2 separate regions of the Mus musculus genome follow, and region 1 is linked to region 2. A link is a contact called in public HiChIP or PLAC-seq data. All regions are on one chromosome and are shown on one strand. Each heading gives the region's core, a stretch centred on a gene start, on an enhancer-like site or on the middle of the called end of the contact. The rest is flanking DNA. Distances are from core to core; before and after follow the strand shown.

The links. HiChIP or PLAC-seq counts read pairs in DNA pulled down with a chosen protein or histone mark.
Region 1: a contact with region 2 is called in an H3K4me3 HiChIP or PLAC-seq map of bone marrow-derived macrophages, with 2.9 times the contacts expected there. The contact joins the promoter of Timm10 here to the enhancer-like site in region 2. A contact is called at or near these places in 3 of 39 promoter capture datasets (the HPC-7 cell line, cranial neural crest and neutrophils), 1 of 115 datasets of contacts at active chromatin or transcription factors (bone marrow-derived macrophages) and 1 of 9 other capture datasets (macrophages).

The regions. Positions count from the first base shown.
Region 1 is chr2:84,822,866-84,829,434 of GRCm38.p6, forward strand. It overlaps Timm10 (translocase of inner mitochondrial membrane 10), which reads left to right and starts at 4,156. Exons shown (of 3, transcript NM_013899.2): 1 at 4,156-4,282; 2 at 4,734-4,848. The coding sequence starts at 4,778. It also overlaps a transcript of Smtnl1 not described here.
Region 2 is chr2:84,045,568-84,052,749 of GRCm38.p6, forward strand. No RefSeq gene overlaps it. Among named protein-coding and RNA genes, the nearest start is that of Zswim2, 110 kb to the left of the region's middle. Within about 2 kb of position 3,089, at least 10 of the 459 cell types and tissues checked have an H3K27ac peak or open chromatin away from gene starts, as enhancers often do. A contact at or near this core is called in bone marrow-derived macrophages, where this site is marked.

The DNA.
Region 1 (6,569 bases), core at 2,906-5,405, 780 kb after region 2:
ACGTGGTCTCCAGCTCTCTGGTCGGCTGTGATCGTCCAGAGCCGGGGTAGACCTTCCATGCTCCCTTAGCTCCTTGCTTCCAGCCTTCCTCTAATTTCCTCCTTTATTCTTCTCTAGACAAAGTAGCTGCTGAGGGGTGGGCTCAGAAGGTGGTAACTGGAGCCACTGCCAACTGTGGGCTCACACCGCACCAGGAAGCTTGAAAGGGGATGGCCCGAGAGAAGAGAGAAATGGAAAGAGCCAATGAAACACTGGACTCTTAGCATCTACATATGAAACACTGGACTCTTAGCATCTACATCATACATTGCTTCTGTTTTGAGCTCCATTGACTGAAACATGATCAGCTCTGAATATATTCCGTGTGTGTGTGTGTGTGTGTGTGTGTGTGTGTGTGTAATTAAGATTTTGCTCTGAAAACCAAAACAAAGCAAATCCTTATCCTGGCCATGTGTCATACGACTTAAGGAGGGTACCATGTGGAGAGTGTGGGCAGTGATGCTCCTCCTGTTTATGAAGCTTGTGACTCCTCCAATTCCCCTCCCCCAGCCCCTTTCACTCAGCCATACTGGCTTGCTTCCTGTGCCGTAAATAAATCTAATCAGTGCCTTCCAGACTCAGGACTGGGTTTTTCCTTCTGCTCTTTGTGAGGCTGGCTCCTTCTCATTACTCTAAATCCAGCTCAAGTTTCCTTCTCTAAAGGAGGCCCTCCATTGTTAAGCTCTCTCCATCAATTCTGCCTGCTTATGCACTGTGTAACATGTACTGTGGAATCAAAAATTGCACTCTTGATGTTGGGTAGTGGTGGCACGTGCCTTTAATCCCAGAACTTGAGATACAGTTGCAGGTGGATTTTTTGTGAGTTCAAGGCCACCCTGGTCTACAAATCAAGTTCTAGGACAGTCAGGGCTACACAGAGAAACCCTGTCTTGAAAAGCAACAACAACACATTGCATTCTTGGGGTTGGAGAGATGGTTCAGTGGTGAAGAGCATGGCACTTACTGTCTTTACGGAATTCCCAGTTCCCAACACTCACATAATGGCTCACAGCCATCTGGAACTGCAGTTCCAGGGGATCTTATGCCCTTATCGGATCTCCAAGGGCACATGTGTCATAAACCACATACATGCAGGCAAAACACTTATACACACAAAATAGAAATAAGTAAGTAAGTAAATAAATAAATAAATAAAAATCACTGTAAAATTGCATTCTCTCTCTCTCTCTCTCTCTCTCTCTCTCTCTCTCTCTCAGGACAGGAAATCTTTTTTTTATGCTCACAGATATAGACCCCAAGCTTTGTCTGGGTCATATTATGTTCTTGATCAATACATATTGAATAAAACAGTTAATCAAGAAAAGCAGGGAAAAAAAGAGTTGGGGTCAGTGCCTGGGATGATATAAATGTGAGATTATTCTGTGAAGCCAGTTTTGGCGACTGATGTTCAAATCAGTGTAACATCTGTACCTGGTACATCTCCTCTGTTCATTAGAAATTGTCTGTCAGGGCTGGAGAGATGTCTTGGAGGTTAAGAGCACTGTCTGCTCTTCCATAGGTCCTGAGTTCAATTCCCAGCAACCACATGGTGACTCACAACCATCTGTAATGAAATCTAATGTCCTCTTCTGGTGTGTCTGAAGACGACTCCAGTGTACTTATATATACATGAGATAAAGAAACCTTAAAAATATTATCTGCCAAAGACAGGTGAGTCGATGAGTTCTCCCATGTGTCTCTGCCTTGATGATTTTTTTCCTTTAATAGATAAGATAGATAATTAAAACAACATTCTAGAAGATGGTGGCATCAGTCATCAAAACTTCTCTTAGATAATCCCTTCATTCCCTGATGCAGAAGTCAGTGAACACCAAGTAGGTGCTGGAGACAATGACACTGAACACAAGAGAAAACAGGCCAACAGAGATCATTTGAGTGTGATGAGTTAGTCATCTCATCAACAAGTAAAATATGCACTACATTAGATGTGACAGGCTCTATAAAATAAGGTGAAGTGGTGCAAGCAATAGGACTTTGTCTTTATTTTTGCTTGTTTTGTAGGGAGGAGAATATACTTGTAGATACGGCAAGTGATATAGGAACAAAGACCTCAAGTTTGGGATGTAAACTTGTGCCAGCGAGGAGCACCTGCATCCCCGGCAGAGAACAGTAACTAGGAAGAAGGGAGTATGCTTGATGCATTTGATAGAGAGGGTATCAGCATGGCCCGGCAAAGCACTGCAGCAGGAGAGTAGTTGGAAGTAAAAGTAAGAAAATAGGGTTGGTGAATCATGTGGAATTTGTCCTGGCTCACATTGATTATCTAATTACAGGATCTAGAACCACTTAGAAGATAAACCTCTAGGCAAGTCCATGAGATAATTCTATATTGGGTTAACAGAGGTAGGAAGTCCCACCCTATATGTATCTAGCAATGTGCCATGGACTGGGCTAGCTGACTGAATAAAGAGGCCAAAGTGAGCTGAGTACTAGCATTCTTCTGTGTGTCTTGGCTATGGACATGCTATGACCAGTTGCCTCCCATTCCTGCCACAATGCCTTCCTTGACGCAGTGGAATAGAGTGAACCAAAAGCCAAGGTAAGCCATTTGTCCTATAGTTTGCTCTTCTCAGGGGATGGATCACATCATGGAGAGAAGCAGTGCAGGGTCTTATAAGCTATTGAGAAGACTTTGGCTTTCTCCATGATGAGAAACTACTGCAGCATCTAGGGGGTGAGTGACATGATCCAGTTGTAGGGTTTTTTTTTGTTTGTTTGTTTGTTTGTTTGTTTTTTACATCACTCTGGTTGCTGCGAGAATCAGTTGTCCTTTGACCTCCTTTGATCCTACCATGGGCTCCTCCTCCTCCTTCTTCAATATATTTATTTTCTGTATCTATGAGTACACTGTAGCTCTGACACACCAGAAGAGGCACTGGATTCCATTACAGATGGTTGTGAGTCACCTTGTGGTTGCTGGGAATTGAACTCAAGACCTCTGGAACAGCAGTCAGTACTCTTAGCCACTGAGCCATCTCTCCAGCCCAAGGACACATGTTCTTATAAATAAATTTAAATTTAAAAATAGTATATCAAATGACCTGTGTAGTTCAGTTGTGGAGGGTTTGCATGAGACCCTGGATTCAACCTTCAGCACTGTGGAAGAGAGATGAAAAAAACATCACTATTAGCTGAGAATGTGAAAATAGCACTTTGGGAAAAAGACTTCATCTGCTAAAGATAATAGATCAAGAAAATGTGACTAAATAGTAAGAATTATTAAATCTTGGGGATAGATTCAATGACGTTCATTAGACTGTGTTCTGTGTTGTGAATTTGCCCTAATAAAATTTTAAAGGGATAAACCCAATGCTTTTTATTATTACATTTATTTATTTACTTACTTTATTTATTGTGCATGTGTAGGGCTATAATAAAGAAGTGCAGTAAAACATGTTGCAGCACTGGGGCAGTTGATAGAGTGCTTGCCTAAGCATGTGGTCCTGTTTTCATCCCAACATTGCAAAAGTCAGGCATAATGGCGCTTATCTGTAGCCGAAGCACTAGTGAGGTGGAGGCAGGTTCGTAAGTTCTAGGTCATCTTCGGCTACACCGCAAATTAGAGAGCAGCCTAGGTTCCATGGGACCCTGCCTCAAAAGCAAATAAAGACAATCTCTATACATGTTTCTTTTTTTCTGCGAGCAGCGATCGTGTATCTTCTCTGCAACTCCACTAGTTAATGTTGCACACTGCTCCCCGGGATTCTGATTTCAGGGGTATGAGGTAACGTCTGGGCGCTGAGGTGTTTTTTTTTTTTTTTTTTTTTTTTTTTTAAAGTGCTCCAGGTGTTTTAACATGCAAAATTGACAGGCTCCTTTGGGAAACGTTCTCCTTTCTTCACATAAGATCCGTCTGCGCTCTGGCGTGGGCTCTCCATGGTGGGTTCAGGGAGCCAAGCTTCTTCCACACTGCAAACGCTCAGGCGTCTCCCGGACAACCGGAGGGATGGAATGCTAACAAGGCTGCCGGCGCTCTGCCACTCACTCAGCATTCTATGGTACTTTGGAGTCCACTCTAGCAAATTAAGGTCGGTTTCTCTATGGTAGCCGGTTTCCCAGCGCAGCCTGGTCGGCGTTTTCTTCCGGATCAAAGAAGAGGCTAGACTTCCTTCCGGAAGTGACCCACGTGCTTCTTATTTCGCCTGCCTTGGTACCCGGTAACTTTTTACTATTGACCCGAAGTTGGGGACGTTGCGGGAGCTGTGACCTGCCCCAGGCCGTGGTGAGTGGGCCGTGGTGTCTGATACCCAGGGTAACCCTGATTCCTGATTATGCCATTGCCGTGACAGAGGCTCAGCCTTTAGACCCACCCCGGGAACCTAGGCTGTGGTTAGGGTCACATTCTCGGGGCTGCATGGGTTCAGACCCACGGTTTTGTGTGTTCCGTCCCAACTGTCAATCCTCTGGCTCTAGGAGTGATCTCGAGGTACTAAGAGGGCTCGGTTTCCATCCCCGAGCCCCATGACATCGCGAGTGACCTTGAGCTGGACACTGTCCTCTTTAAGGGCCTCATCTCCACTTCTGTTAAGAGGGCTGATTACGTTTACTGAGCGGGGTATTGGTCCCCGCTGGTCTGAAACACTGTAATTCCTCGCGCCCTCCAGCCCCCCCGGGGGGGTGGTACTAGGGTGAACCGGGAGGGATCGATGCTGACTGATCATGTCCGCTCCTAGGACTAAAGACCAGGAGGCTATTCTCTCCACGGTGCTAAGTTGACATGGATCCGCTCAGAGCCCAGCAGCTGGCTGCGGAGCTGGAGGTGGAGATGATGGCTGACATGTACAACAGGTAAAGAGAAGCACTCGGCTTCACCTTGTCTAGGAAAACTCGCCCTAGTCACCCCTAGCCCGACAGAGTGAAGCACTTGTAACGAATGCTTTCGATAAGGTAGTGGAGCCAAGTCCCGCCCTCCTAATCCCGCCCCACCCTCACCGCGTGCTTCGCTGAAGTAAATACAGGTCACTGGAAGGACTTGGTTGGCTATTTGGAGGGAATAAAAGGGGTGTATGATGGAGAATCTCCTGCCCAGGCTCTGCTGAGTATCAAGAACATATAAGCACTTTCTCTTCTCTTCTCTTCTCTTCTCTTCTCTTCTCTTCTCTTCTCTTCTCTTCTCTTCTCTTCTCTTCTCTTCTCTTCTCTCCTCGTTTCCATCTTTCTTTCTCCTTAGATAGCCCATTTACCCTTGTTTATGTAGTTTATGTATTTTGTGTTTGTTTATGAATGCCAACATGCATGCCATAGCGCCACACATGTGGAGGTCAGAGGGCAGCTTAATAGGATCTCATCTTGGATTGAACTCAAATCTTCTGGTTTGGCAGCAAGTGCCTTTGCCGCCTAAGCCTTCTGAACAGCCATTTAGTAATGAATAGTATTTAGTTGCTAATATTTATTAATGTTTTTCTTCCTTTTTGGGGGGGATGGAGTGGATGTTGTTTTGTTCTTGTTTTTCACGATGGGGCTTCTCTGTGTTGCCTTGGTTGTCAGCTTAATCTGTATAGACCAGGCTGGCCTCACTCTCAGAGATCCACCTGTCTCATTCTCTTGGGTGCTGGGATTAAAGGTGTGCACACTCGGCCTAAATTATACTTTAACTCTGTGTTAGGCATTTGCAAAGCATTTTATATATATTATCACTTTAAATTTATTTATTTGTTTGTTTACTTGTTTTCTGTGTATGGATGTTTTGCTTGCATGCCCGCAGAGGCCAGTAGAGGGCATCATATCTCCAGGAACTGGAGTCAAAGATAGTTGTGGGCTACCGTGTGGGTGCTGGGAACCTAACCTAGGTCCTCTGCAAGAGCAGTCAGTTCTCTTAACCACTTTCCAGGCCCCCATTATCAGTTTTGTAAATAGTTAAAAATAATTCAAAGGGAGAAGGGGATATAATAACGTAGGATTTTTGTCTAGAATGCAGGATGCCCTTGGTTTGATCTTGACATGGTGCCTATAATTTCAGCAGTTAGAGGCCAGAGACTAAATAGTTCAGGATCATTCTTGGCTATATAGTGGGTTCAAAACCAGCCTGGGATAGATGAGACCAGTCTCAAAAGAAAGAAAGGGAAGAAAGAAAGAAAATCAGTGGGTTAATTTTATTAGTACTATTTTAACACAGGGGAATTGAGGTGTCAAGGGGTTTAATAATCTCAGGGGCTGTAGCTGGTCAGTAGCAATGTCAGGACCAGAACTTCAGCCTGACTTCAAACTACTGCTTGTAGCCGTTTGGAAACATCTTGCTGCACCATCAGCAGCTGAGTGTCTTTAGGCTGAATGTCATAACTGGTTACTCATCAGTAAAACTGACCTAAGAAGCACTGCTCCCTCCATAAAGACATTGCAATATTAAACTGAAAGCCTCTAGCATTAGCACATCATACAGGAACCAGCAGGTATCTGCTGGTTTTCGACAGCAGCTCTCGGTAGGTTTGTCTTGGAGACTACAAATTGGAATGGTTTTTAAAATACAGACTGCGCAGTCAGACTACCTAGCTTTGTGTGACCCTCAGCTC
Region 2 (7,182 bases), core at 1,839-4,338:
AAGCCTTTGTAGGATCCTAGAGGGTGTCACTGAGACATGAAAAAGTGGGTTCTATTTCTTAGATTTAAAATGAAAAAAAGAATGAAGTAAAACAATATCTCTTCTCTGGATTGGTTTGTGAAGCCTAATTTACTTGGCTGTGAAGAGAGATTTTTGTAGCCATCAAGAAATTTTCTGTGTAGTTTTATTTCAATGGATTAACAGAGTGATAAATGCCTAAATTTTTCTTGTATTTTCCCCTGTGATGTCTGTTTGATAGACTACAAATTTAATTGACTAAGATTATGGTCGATTATAAAATAAAGTAACCCTAACTATAAAGCAAAAGTTAGGATTATTATTACTGTAATTAAAATGTCACTCCAGGAGGAAAGGATTTATTTGTCTTACGCTTCTATATTATAGTTCATCATTAAAGAAGTCAGATCAGGTACTCAAGCAGGACAAGAACACTGAGGCAGGAGCTGATGCAGAGGTCATGAAGGGGTGCTTCTTATTGGCTTGCTCTTCACAGCTTGCTCAGCTTGCTTTCTTGTAAAACCCAGGGCCACCATCCTTGGAGTACTCTCACTCATAATAGTCTGGGCCCTCCCCTATCAATCACTAATTAAGAAAATGTCCTACAGCCTTGCCTACAGTCTGATTCTATGGAGGCATTTTCTCAGTGGAATCTCCCTTGTCTCTGATGATGCTAGCTTGTGCCAAGTTGACATAAAACTAGCCAGTACAATGTGCTTATCTGACTGATAGCTGAAGTTTACTTTGCATAACTAGATTTCAATGTACTCTCCAGGATATTCAATCAGACACACTATGTCTTTGGTATCAGTACTTGAAATGGTTGATGGAGCAGAATATTTTTAGTAACAGATTTAGATGGAAGTGCAATGAAAGAACTGAATATTTGAGCAGGAGAAATACCTTGCCTCCTTGATGATGGCTTTTCTTGGGCACTTGTCTTTTGAGCAGTAAAGAGTTGGTAGCAGATTCAGATGTAACGTGTCTTTATTTTTTGTATAGTCTTTTCGTGTGACCTGGAGTTATTGGGTTACGTTGTTGGGGCCATCATTGACATAATCAGTTGCTCAATCAATATTTTTGGTCCAACAATGTGTGTAGTATGCACTCACTAATCTGCACTGTAAACTTCCCCCTGTAGAGGAAACACTGACCCTATGTTTGATGAGCACAGAAACTTTGGGTTGTGCCCAAAGCCCTGGATCATGTCCTCATCCCAGATGTTCTTCCACACTACTAATCTGGCAAAGATCACAGGCTGCAGCTTGTCTGGGTCAGGGAGATGGAGCTAGGAATTTGTTCTCTTGCTTCAGCTTAACGCATCTATCTGCAGGACTTTTTGCCAATTATATTTGAACACTGATGTGATTAAGTGTCTTTTTATATATTATAAGCCTGTGAAATTACCTTTCTGTGAAATATCTGTCCATACAATCTGTATTTTTCTGTTGAGTCCTTTCTTATCGTATCATTCATTGGAATTATAAAAGGACATAATTATATTCGTATATTTCATCTGTAAAAGATTAAAGTACTTGAATTTAAAATGCTTCCTCCTGGGTCGGACATCTCTTTATTTATCTTTTTAATAGCAGTAAAAGGAGGTGTTGTCAATTGCTGATGAAGTTTAATCACTGAGCACATGGCGGGGGCTTCTGTCATTGAAAAGGTAATCAGCATTTTGAAAACAAATTCAAATGAAATTCAGTTCACGGTTAAACAAATTTTTCTTTAACAGTCAAAGTATTACTATCATTTAAAAATTATCTTTAGTATATATTTTGTTTTAGATATCATAAGAATCTTAACTTTTATAAGCTCAAGTAAGCCAAACATAGAAAGATGAGCTTGATCAGTGGTATTATGCTACAGTTGGCTAGGGATGAGAATATAGTTCAGTATTACAGCAGTTGCTTAACTTGAGAGGCCAAATCTACTCCATCTTGGGACTGGCCCCCATCTTAAAGAAATTAATGAAGCCTGAAAATTTGACCTGCAGCAGAACTCAAGCTACACCCATGTACCAGGAAGGATACCATGGCTTGTCCTTGGCCAAAGTTACTCCCTAGCTACTTCTTAGCAACAGTTAATCAAAGATTAGTCTGATTGCTTCAGATGTACCTTCAGACTGTGATTGTATTCAGTCTTGCTTTAGAGCACCCACCTGTCAGCTTACAATAGACATTCAATTAGATACTTGCTAGGATGGACCCCCCGCCCCCCCATTTACTTCCATTTTCTATAAAACCTTCTCCTGCTGAGGGTTCCAGGCTGCTCTGCCTTCCCTTCCCATCCTGCTGTGTCAGGATTGGGTTAGAGGAGAGCCCAGGCCTGAGCTTGTAATAAAGAGACCCTAATGCTATTACACTGGAAATGGTTCCTTGGTGGGCTTTGATGTTCACGAGTGCCTCCTGGCAAACAAACACACATAAATTCATGGATTTAGTCTCCAGTAATTGAAACACATGTATGAGCATGCTTGCACACACACACACAAACTTAGTTATAAAGAGTACTGATATGCTAATAAACATATGTTAACTGAGGATGACAGAAATAAGCTATAAAATTAGAAAGATTTTGCAAGTTTTTTACCATGAAAAAATAATAAATAGTTGAAAAAGATAAATATGTCTGATTTGATTTAAACATTATGTACACGTTGAATGTTATACTCTACCCTGTTAATGTGTATAACTTTATGTATCAGTAAAATATAATGTAAAAGATGGTTTACTTAAAACCACATCTATAATAATTTATCCAAAGTCCAGATGTTTATACTGGAAGCTTTTAGAATAGAAGGTCATGCTGGAATCTTAACCCATATTTCCATCTCTCCACTGCTTGATGGTCCCTATTTTCAGCTGTTGAGCTGAAGAAGACCTTTTAAGGTTAAGCCCTTTTACTTTGGGCTACTTTCAGATTCATAGAAAAGCTGCAACTGCAGTAAGAGCATCTTGTCCGCCCTTAAGCCAGTTCCCTCTTTTGTTGACATCTTACACAACTCTAATGAATCTGCAGGACTAAGGATCTACAAACCAAGCTCTGGCCTTGAAATGTCACACCTCTCTATTTCCTACTGTGAAACTCCATGCAGGATCTCCCACCAGTTTCCAGTTACTAAGTCTCCTCTGTTTCTCAAGCCTGTAACAATTCGCAGACTTGTTTTTCTTGATGCTCACTGTTTCAAGGTGTATTGGCTGATGGATTTCACAGAAAGCTTCCCAAAATTTTATGGTGCTTTGGTCCTTATCACTTTGGAGTCATTAGTTTCTGTAAAGGATTTCACAGAAGCCAAGTACCCTATTCCATTACATCGAGTGGGCTGAGTGTCGTCAGCATGACTCATCACTGGTAGCTTTAACTCCTATCGCCTGGTCACGCTGGTGCTTGCTGGGTTTTCTGTGGAGAAGTGGATATACTGAGTTATCATGAATAGCCTAGATCGACGGATGATGATTTAATACAGAAATAACTGAGTCACACATCTTCACAATGCTATTTTGCATGTTTTGTATTTATCTTCGCTGCAATCATCTCCAGGGTGTTGGCAGTACATTTCTCTTGGGTTTGACTTTTCCCAACTCTTTATTGACCCTTACTGGAGGTTATTCCAAATAATTAAAATAATTAAGCTGTAGTCTTTTGTGATTACCTTTTTGTGTGTGTGTATCTCTGTTGGTATGTGTTTATATGTATGTGTGTGTGCTGTGTTTATATGTGTTCATATGTATGTGTGTGTTCACATACAGGTGTGTTCATATACATCTAGAATGTAGAAAATAAATGTGGGTGTCATTTTTCAGGCACTTTCTATTATTTGTTTGTGACAGCATCTTTCATTGGCCCAAACCTGTACCAAGTAGGCTAGACTGTTTGCCAAACAGGCTTCAGGAATCTGCCCATCTCAGTTTCCCAACAGCTGGAATTATAAGCATATGCCAACATGTCTGGCCTTTTACATGGTCTCTACGGATCCAACTTAGGTCCTCCTACGTGTGAGCCAAGAACTTTACTAATAGAGCCATCCATCTATGACTGGCTTTTTGATGGACAATTTTGAATAGCCTATAAAGAACCATGTCAATACATCCAATTACAGTGTTGAATCAGCACATTGTGTGCACAGTCTGACAGCGATTACAGGCTTGACACCTATAGATGTCCAGTTCTATTTCTAGCTTATTAATATTAACTAATATTTGATTCATCATGCACTAGAAAATGTGCAAAAAACTTAACATGTTATTTTATTTAATTCATGAAGTGGGTATTACCATTTCCACTTAATAGTGAAAACTATTAACAGGTTTTTTGTTTGTTTGTTTGTTTTGCTTTGTTTTTTTGTTTTGTTTTGTTTTGTTTTTTTGAGACAGGGTTTCTCTGTATAGCCCTGGCTGTCCTGGAACTCACTTTGTAGACCAGGTTGGCCTCGAATGCAGAAATCTGCCTGCCTCTGCTTCCTAAGTGCTGGGATTAAAGGCGTCCACCACCACTGCCCGGCTTCAACAGTTTTTGTTTTTGTTTTTAAATAAAGTAGACTTTCTAAGATTTTATATAAATCATGGAGAAAATTTAAAGGCAGCTTATAAGGGTTTAGCAAGTGATTTTCAAGTTGAAGTTTCTATGAAAATTGTCTGAGGGTCTTGTTAAAAACATACAAATTCAATGACAGCTGTTACCAGAAGATCTTATTGGAGTCTCAAAGTCTCCATATTAATGATCACATCAAGTGCCTCTGATATTGATGGCCCAGTCAGCATGCCTTGGCATTGTTGGTTCTCGTTTGTGTTATACTGCTGCCTTTTATATTACAGGACATTGTAGATTTGGGTTGTACTGTTGTGATAGTGGCCTCTCACTGGCTCTGCACCTCCCACATCTGCCAGCCAGAGCTGTGGAGCTCTTGCTATGTCTTCCCACATGCTTCTTTCACTTTTCACTAAAATCAGTTTACACTTAAGAGTGTGCACTATATTATAGGCACTCTCTAAGTGCTTATGTTACGTTTTGGTCAGTCCTATCAATTTAAAATTTTGTTTTGTTTGAACATAATTATTAAGCCTTGTGCCAGGCAGTCATTAAAGGTCTGTATTACACCATTCCTGTGTTGAAGGCATTCACAAGTTAGAAAGAGCTAGATGTTGTTAAGACATTTTACCTTTTATTTTTAAGTCAAAATTAAACAGCTAACTTAACTACCCGCAGAATCACATAAAATAGTCATCTCAGTGTTACTTTGCATGTAAACAGTCATTCAAATTATGATTTACTAGCCCATAGTCATTCATTTATTTGTATCAAAGTGATTTTAAAATATGGGATTCCATATGGGTTATTGAGTTCAGATTGAATTTTAAAAATCAAATATTAAATTTTATTCATGCAATATTCTTACTTCATAGTTCTCGTGATAAGAAAATTTGAAAAATTATGTTATGTTTAAATTTCTAAAACTTAAACATCTATCTGACTGGGTTAGAATAGTTTCTATTACTTATAGAGAGAATTCCTAATGTATCATATAGCAACAAATAATGAAAAAAAGGGTCCATAGATTTGAAAGAATTCAAGGAGGGGCTTGGAGGGAGAAAAAAAGGAGGAAAATATAATTATAATCCGTCAAAAGGAAGAAATCATAACAATAATAGCAGTAAAAAATTCAGTGCTTGAGAGATGGTATAGTGGTGGATGAGAGATGGTGTAGTGGTTGAAAACATTTATTGCACTTGCAGAGGGTCTAGGTTCAGTTCCCAGCACCCATATGCTGGTCCACAGCCATTCATAGTTCCAATTCCAGAGGATCCAACTTCCACTTCTGACTTCTGCAGGCATCAGAGATGCAAGCAAAACATTTATACACCTACAGTAACAGATAAACAGATTAAAAAAAAAAAGCAATAAAAACAAATTGTTCTCTAATAAAAAAGAAAAAACAGGTAGAAGTTTTTTAATATGATGAAAGTAGAAAACCTTTAATGTTTTATAATGTGAAACACTTGGAGACGTGCTATGCCCCAATCCCTAGAGTCATAGAATTTAAAATCTATTTTCAAATATTTTATTTTAATTAACAAAAGCCTCCAATAAAATTTTAATAACCTTTGACACATATTATTATAGTTAGGTAGTAAGTTTAATGAAAGTGAAGCACGTATCCTTAAATTTAATATAAGATGTAAAAACAAGCATAGCTACTTGTCCTATTACTAAAACTTAGATTGCTGTTATGGCCAGCGCATATATTCCATAATTAAGACTTCTCATTTTTATCCTCAAACAAGTAAGGCAACTGTTCTTTATCATAATTTTGCGAGGCTGAGTAATGAACACACTTTTGTGTATCTTTCCACTTCCTAAGGCTCTGTCCTGTCTTTTACACGTTCTTATCGAAGGCAGCAGACATCCTCCATCTTTATTCAAACCCTTGACAGAGTTTTGAAGTTTAGGAGGAGCTTCAAGTGGGGTTATCTCTCTTTGCTTCTTGCAGCCTGAGTCAAATAACTTAAGTGTAAGAAGCACTAAAAGCAAATAACATACTGTCTCCTGCCTTTGGTTTCCCTTCCTTTTCTAAATAAGAGCTGCATTGTACAGTGTGTCTGGAATTTTACAGCTTCCTACTGGGAGAGAAGTGCTGAGCTGAGTTTTGCTGATACCCACATGTCCTGGACCTTAAAGATAAAGGTGGCACTTGTGTTTGGAGGCAGACTCTGTGTGAAGGGGGTGGGAGGACTTGTGAAAACACTGTGGGAATTCAAAAAGTCCTTTTGTTGTTTGACTTGTATCTTTTGTCTGTTACTGAATTAAGGGTGAGAAACTGTTTGTTTGGGACAAAGTACTCTATGCTCCATTAAAAGACAAACAAACAACACACACACACACACACACACACACACACACACACACACACACACACAATTGTTGTTTTGAGCAATTCCTTGCAAGTTTCAAAACAAGCAGTTTACCAATGAGTAATTTAATCTTAGAAGCTGATCAGAAAAAAAAAAAATACAGTTGATTTTCCTTACAATTTCCTTTCTTTCTTTCTTTCTTTCTTTCTTTCTTTCTTTCTTTCTTTCTTTCTTTCTTTCTTTCTTTCTTTCTTTCTTTCTTTCTTTCTTTCTGTCTCTCTCTCTCTCTTCCTTCCTTCTTTCCTTCCTT